2 separate regions of the Mus musculus genome follow, and region 2 is linked to region 1. Evidence: chromatin contacts called from public promoter capture Hi-C data. All regions are on one chromosome and are shown on one strand. Each heading gives the region's core, a stretch centred on a gene start, on an enhancer-like site or on the middle of the called end of the contact. The rest is flanking DNA. Distances are from core to core; before and after follow the strand shown. Region 1 overlaps Tmem131l (transmembrane 131 like). Region 2 has its middle 14 kb from the start of Gm30458.

Evidence for each region. Capture Hi-C pulls out chosen DNA fragments and counts their contacts.
Region 2: a contact with region 1 is called in a promoter capture Hi-C map of adipose tissue. The contact joins two enhancer-like sites. A contact is called at or near these places in 1 of 484 Hi-C or Micro-C datasets (nephron progenitors), 4 of 115 datasets of contacts at active chromatin or transcription factors (embryonic stem cells and memory CD8 T cells) and 4 of 9 other capture datasets (adipose tissue, embryonic stem cells, liver and 1 more).

What each region holds. Positions count from the first base shown.
Region 1 is chr3:83,941,275-83,944,744 of GRCm38.p6, forward strand. Tmem131l (transmembrane 131 like) reads right to left here. Exons shown (of 35, transcript NM_172681.4): 8 at 1,478-1,555; 9 at 1,113-1,266. Among named protein-coding and RNA genes, the nearest start is that of Tmem131l, 97 kb to the right of the region's middle. Within about 2 kb of position 2,122, at least 47 of the 459 cell types and tissues checked have an H3K27ac peak or open chromatin away from gene starts, as enhancers often do. A contact at or near this core is called in adipose tissue, where this site is marked.
Region 2 is chr3:84,074,240-84,078,081 of GRCm38.p6, forward strand. No RefSeq gene overlaps it. Among named protein-coding and RNA genes, the nearest start is that of Gm30458, 14 kb to the left of the region's middle. Within about 2 kb of position 1,467, at least 32 of the 459 cell types and tissues checked have an H3K27ac peak or open chromatin away from gene starts, as enhancers often do. A contact at or near this core is called in adipose tissue, where this site is marked.

The DNA.
Region 1 (3,470 bases), core at 872-3,371:
TCTCTTTGAATGACAGTAACCAACTAGATAGTTTTAAGCAACGCTATGCTCTACAGTCATCTGGATAGCCTTGTGTTTCCTTACTTAAAGCAACACACTCTAGATGAATGTGTTGCTAGGAATGAAACTCTAGCATCTTGGAGCAAGGCAGGCTCTGCTTTATCCATCATCTAAATGTGTTTCCCAGGGACGGGGGTCTTTCTCAGTCTGGGTACCCACCTGGACATTAAAAAAACCGAACAAACTGTAAACCAAAGGGCAGGGGAGTTCTGGCCACTGATACTACATCCAATTCTACATGCTGGAGGTAAATGATGTTTGCTCAACAATTAAAACTGTAGAGTGCAATGATGCACATGGGAAGTCATAGGTTCAGTCCCGAGCAGGAGACTGGTAGCAGGGGAGGAAGGAGAGGGCCCTGCACGCATGACCCTGCTGACTGTTGATGAGTAACTATGCTTTCCTGTATCACTGTGTTCATCTTTTTTGGAATGAGTAATAAATACACATGTGAACACAGCTGTTATAACAGCAAATGGCATAGTCTGCATCTCATACATCAGACAGCATGTATCTCCTGCAAGTGTTCTTCAAAAGCTAGACTGCCAAAATAGGCTATTTCTAGTAAGTAGGATACACATTTCCAAAGAATTCTCCTCCAAGTTGTCAAACATCCAGAAACAACCAGCTATTGGCTACTAAGAATACGAAAGAAACAGCATGATCTGGTCAACTGAGCTTCTGCAACTCAGTAACTCTGGAGCAAGACTCGGACTTCAAACCCTTCGTGAACATTTATTTTAGGCAGTCAAGTCCATTCCATCTGTGCAAAATGCCAAGAAAAATGATTCCCAAGGAGACTCAGAGAGCTGTGGTTACTTAGCCTCCCTGAAGTGGTGCAGGCAGGGCAGCTGCAGACTGAGAAGCAGTGCCTGCTGCAATCGACCCCAAGCAGAGGCTGCCTTGAGTCTCTGAAAGAACCAAATAATGACTCAGGGAAACCTGGCCATGCTGCAAGAAAGTTTGTAGCTTCAGTTTTATGGATGAGGCAGGACCCAGTGCACACTCGACTGAGCTAGTCCCACAACAGAAACTGTAAAGCCCCACCTCACCTGAGGTGTCAGACTCATCAGTAGCTACATAGACAATAGAGAGGTGATCTAGCAGGGCTTGAGTGTTCTCTTCAGGTTGCTTGGAGGAGTTTTCCACTGCTACAATGATGTTCATCTCCAAGTGTAGCGCATCATCAGATCCCAGAGAGCAACTCTGAAATGGGAGGCGTGGGGAAAGGAGAAAAACTCAAAAACAAAACAAAACAGAACAAAACAAAAATCATCTGAGCTCTAAGACTGCATATTGCTGGAGAAAAGAAAACAGTCGAGGCAAGAGCCTATTGAGGATGAGAATACACTGCAGTTTTCATTTTGATTTTTAAGAGGCAGGAAAGAAAACTGAGATCTGCTAAATATTGTTATACCTTCAATTGCTGACACACTTTATTATGTAAACTGCATTCCAGTTGCACCCGCAGCAGGCTGGTATTAGTGGTCTCTGCCTAAAAGATAGAAGGAAGGAAACTTAGGTGGAGGCCCCAAGCATCATCCAGTCCTAAGAGCGAGTCATTCATACAGTGAGTTCCAAACAGCTACTGACTGCTGCATGCTATGCTGTACTGGAAATATATTCTGTTGTCAGTAGGCGTACACTCTCAAGGAAGGAATGAAAGTTCCTAGTAAGGCAGGAAGCAAGAGTATGTATATCCCATGTATACTGTCTTGGGTGTGTTTAGTATTTGGTTAAAAACAAAGAACTACACTTTTATTTTAAAGTGGGGTTACCCATTAATAACCTATTGACTATTTTTTGCTTTTTTTAAAGGTGTGTGTGTGTGTGTGTGTGTACTAGTGTCTGAGAAGGTCAGAAGAGGGCAATAGATTCTTTGAAACTGGAGTTACAGGCCATTGTGGGCCTCCGTGCAAGAGTGCTGGAAACCAAAATGAGGTACTCTGCAAGAGCAACAAGTATTCTTAGCCATCAAGCCATCTCTCCAGTGTTGCAAGAAATATTAAAAGGAACAGCAAGTTCCTATGCTACACCCTGCTACTCTTAGCCCCAGCAGTCACGCTCTGACTCAGAGCTCCAAAATCTCTCCACCCTGCTTGCTAGGTTCTCACTGGCCAGTCACTAACATGCCAGCCCCATGCTTCAAATCCCCCACGGCCTTTGTGTTGCACATCAGGCAAACCCACACTTTGCCAGCCATACCTTTCTCTCTTGAACCAAGAAAAACTGCTGTGTGAAGCAAAACACCATACAAACTTAATTCAGGAACAATCGTAACTTAATAGCTGGGTGCAACAATGAAATCCTAATCTCATAAGCCTTGTTTTAAATCCAAATCCAGGTGTCAAATCCTGACTGATCTGCCATTGAAACCAGGAGACACTTGTAGCTACATTTTGTTCAAGCTATCCCCATCCAAAAAGAACTAACTCTCTCCTGTTTCTCTCTTCCTCTGTCCAACCCAGAAGTCCCTCCTACTCGCTCAGTGATTGGCTCCTTTATTCAGTAGGGGGTTGGTTCACAAGAAGTCACCTGAGTATATGACTCACTCCTTGTCTGCAACCCCTCCTAGGAGAACAGAATTAGCATCAAAATACAAACAGCACCAGGCCCATTCACAACACTCCAGCCCCAGCCTGGTTTGATTTTTGAAACCAGGTCTCACAGTACAGCCGAGTGTCCATAAGATCATCCTGCCTCATAGGCCTAAATGCTAAGATTACAAGTATGCACTATTATACCCAATCAACTTCCTGGATTGTTTGCTTGCTTGTTTTGCTTTTCAATGTATACCTTCTTTCAATTCAATGACCACTAGAAGCCATGACGTGGACTCTGACAGAAACTTCAAAAACAGATGTCCAAATGTCAACTGCCTGCCATTTTTAACACATGAAAGGGCTATGGATGGAAGACAGAAGTATAAGGAAAGAATGCAGGACTCTGTCAAGTTCAAAGATCTCAGCCATCTTTCATAGAACTTCAAGGAGAAGACGAGAACAACCCAATCAAGGAGGGATACCATCGTCCAGGTTGGGGTGGGGCTGCATACATAAGAGGAGACAGTGAAGTTAGCACAGCACACAAATCTCAGAAACATGGCCTTTGGCAGATTCTCCTGCACAAGGTCTCTGTCACAGTCATTACAAAAGAAACATATTCAGCCCAGGAGCCAGAGTCTGAGCACTGGGAAAGCTTGCTTAACTATGTATGAGTACCTGATGCCAGGCGAGCCACGGCTAAGCAGAATCACTTCCCTAAACCTAAGGATGCATTTTAGGGATCAGGCTATGACTCAAAGGGAAAGCAGAGGATTTTTGATATTTAGGGACCTGGACCCACTGATTCATCCCTCAGTACTAAAATGAATTACTTTGGTTCTCATTCATACCAACTGAAGTGCAGAA
Region 2 (3,842 bases), core at 217-2,716, 130 kb after region 1:
ATTCACAGACTTAAACGTCTAACACTGTGAGCTGGCTTTGAACTCACAACGCAGCTGAGGATGACCCTGAACTTCTGGTCCTCCTGTCTCACCCTCCCAAGTCCTGGGCTTACAGGCACATGGTTCCACACCCAGAGCATCATGAATGGTCGGTAGGCACTGAGCTGCATTCCTATCAACATAAAATATTTGTTAATAAAGTCAGATGGCTTACAAAGTTTAGTGACAAGATATAGATATAGATATCACAGAGTGATTTTTAAAACTACAAATTTTAAAATGTTAATTTCGTTACTTACATAAACCCTCTGTGTATGTACGGCTCTGTGCTCCTCTACCACCCCAATCCTCCATCCTCTCTCCCCATGTCCCCCCAAGACAAGTTTCATATAGCACAGGCTGATCTCCCCAAAGTGGCTATGTAGCTGAAGGTGACCTTGGCCTTTTGGTCTTCCTGTGTGCATGTCCCTGGTGCTGATACTTCAGGCATGTACCATCATGCCCAGCTTTGGTTTGTTTGTTTGTAATAGGAACTGAACCTAGGTCTTCACATATACAAAGAAGTCAAGCACTCTACCAATCAAATCCCCAGGCCCAGATCATGGACTTTGTCTTATTTCCAATGATGAAAACCCATTAAAGTTCCCATGTTTTGAGAGATGTATCGCTCTACACTCTAGCTGTCCCTTGGGCATGGGGCTCTGACTTTCTTATTCTGTCACAGCCACTTCTGTTTTTTCCCCATGAGAGTCTTCACACGTGCTCATCCCATGTCTGTATTAGGTTTCAAGTTAAATGCCCCAACTGCCACTCCAACTCACAGTCCTCAGTTAAACCTTTCTAGTATCCTGAGTTTGGTGTCATGGCACCTATTACTTAGGGTATTTGTCCAGTGTCTTCCAAAGTAAACCATACTCTTTATGAGAACTTGACTGCCAGCACACGCCCACTGAATGAAAGAATGAATGGGAGGACCAGCTTTCTCCCCACACTCACATCTTAAGTCAGGAAATCAAGAGGTCCTCACACTGTCTCCTCATGGGCTCTTGATGTACAGTCTTTCCAGCACTGTCAGCCCTGTTCCAGAGAACCACCTTGCCTTTACTCTCAACTTTATTTGAAGCTAATGAATAATAATTTATAATTACAAAGAATAATGTGATATTTTGTGAGTACCTTGCCTTTAAAAATCAACCCTGATCCACAGATTCACTGCACAGGAGACATTTTTTTTTTTTTTCCTCTTCTTCCAGGGCTAGGGATGGAGCCCAGCATCTCACATGCTGGCTAAGCATCCCACTGCTGAGCCACAGCCCCTGACTACACACAGGGGATTCTTAAATCTTAGATCTTGAGCTGTTCAGCTTTCAACCCGTCCAAATAAGAGTTCTGCTGGCTTGATTCAGTTTCAGAATCTGCTGTGGAACAGTTACCAAACATGGGCAGAGAAGCCTCCGAGCAGGGGAAGGGGAGGGAGGACAGGGTTTCAGCTCGCAGTTATATAACCACCGAGGAACATGCAAAAGCATAAAGCCCTGCCCCCCTTAAAAATAGTAAATTCTGAAGCTGTCTAAAGAGCACATAGTAAGTGCATCTCAGTTGCTGGGTTAATAGCTGGGATATAAGATTCCAGATATCAACATGATGTGATAGGTTTACATGGTTGCTACTTTAAATAACTTTAGACCCTTGATGACCTCATTAAGAAATGTATGTGTTGTAGTTTTCAGAATCAGTGTAATAAGTACCATTTCTCTTTCACTGACAATGAGTCACAAATGCTGACCTACAGACTGTCCCCAAACAAGACACATTCCATTAGTTCATTTCTAAGTCTGTTGTTAGGAGCTGGGAACATAGTTTCCCATAGAAACAATTTTAGACATGGTGGCTTTGATTGCCAGATATGGCCAAAGGAGCCTGTAAGTCATTTTATGAAGGTAACACAATGCACTTTATGAATTTTATGAAGGTAGAACAATGCTTCTCTGTAAGAAAATTGTTTTCTATTTCCAAGTTACAATTTCTGAAACCCTCCTCCACTGGCCTGAATTCCAAGTGAAGGAGTGAAGAGGTTGGCAGGAGTGTAGGCAGAACTGGTGGAGTTTGGCCCTAAGAGCCACATACCCATGATAGGGCCAGCAGAGCCGTGACAGGGGCAGGGCAGCCATGACAGGGCCAGCATAGCCTTGATGGGGTCAGCACATCTATCATGGACAGGGGCAAGGCAGCCATGATGGACAGGGTGGGGGTGGGGGTGGTGCAGCACAGTCATGACAGTCACTCTGCCCATGGTTTGTTTGATTGTTTGTTTGTTTGTTTGTTTTTACTTGCGGGGATTTCTTTTTCTCTGGCAAGAATCTGCTGTATTTAGAACATGTCTACTCTCTGCTGAGCGCATTCTCTGTGCTAGAGAAGAGTGTCCACATTATTCTGTCTAACTCTCCAAACACTCTCAACATCTGAAACCATTTCCACATGCCTTTAAAAGGGGAACACGAAGGCTTGGGGGGTGTTGAGTAACTTACCTAAACTCACACTTGGAGCAAGGACTGAGCTCAAGCCTACTTCTATTCCAGCTCCACTTGTTTCTGGCTTGAGGACCATGCCCCAGGAGTAGGGGAGCATTTCCAGTCGCTCACTGTGTAATTTTCTATTCAATAGCTTTAACCGTATCAGCGATTACCCTCCCAGGCAACTGAGCACGGAGGCCTTCTATGCAGACAATGCAAGGATGAGGCTCTAGAAATCTAATGGCTACAAGACATTCCAACAGCAACAGGCAAAGCCAGTTTAAGGATGACCACGCCAGGTGACAGCTTCACGTGAGCACGCACTACTGCAGAGGGCTCCTTGGAGGGAAGTGGACTGGAGTAAACCTTAAACGGGTGACCTTCAGAAGGTCTGCCTGCAGAGGGCTCAAGAAGCAACACTGGCATACTTTAGGGAGAGACAGACCGAACTTAACTGCTCAGCACTGCAGAGAATGGGGACACGGGAAGGCTGGGATCAGGGGTAAGCACCTTTAGAATCTCTGCATTAGAGTTCTGTTTTTAAATAATTAGTGTCTATGGGTGGGGGTGGGGGAATCTCTCCCCATTGTGTAACCCTATCAGTAATTTTCAGCAACATTATAGCTTTTCCTGCCCATAGACTAGTAGCTATAACCATGCATATATTTGTTTTCCCTATATTAAAATACAGTATATGGCCTGAAGACATTTTGAGCAATAACAACTTACTTTATGTGTATCTATTTTGTTATTTAAGATTATTACACTCCTGGCTTCTAAAATAAGTTCTGGTAAGGATGTGGGGAAAGGGGAACTCTTATTTACTTTGGTGAAATTGCAAACTGTGGAGACACTCTGAAAGTCAGTGTGGAGAATTCTTAAAACTGTAGGTTAAGTCTACCACATGACCCAGCTCTACCACTCCTTGGCACATGCCCAGAGGACTCCATATCCGCCCGCATGCATTCCTGCTCAGCTGGGTCACTGCTGATCTGTTCACAGGAGCTAGGAAACAGAAATAGACTAAATGTTCTTCAGTTGGTAATGAAAACATGGCACATATACACTACAAAATACTATTCGGCTAAAAGAAAACTGAAATCACGAAAGCTTCAGGTAAATGGATGGATCCAGTAACTGTCACATACATTGGATGAGGAAATCTAGATCCAGAAAGACAAACATCACAGGCTTTCTCTTCTGGGGCTCACAGCTCCGAATCCTCAGATGTGAGTGTACAACATAAGGGTCACTACAGAAACCAGGGAAGACTGAAGGGACTGTTGGGATGGTGGCCTTGGGAGATAAAAAGCAGGTTATATAAAGGGA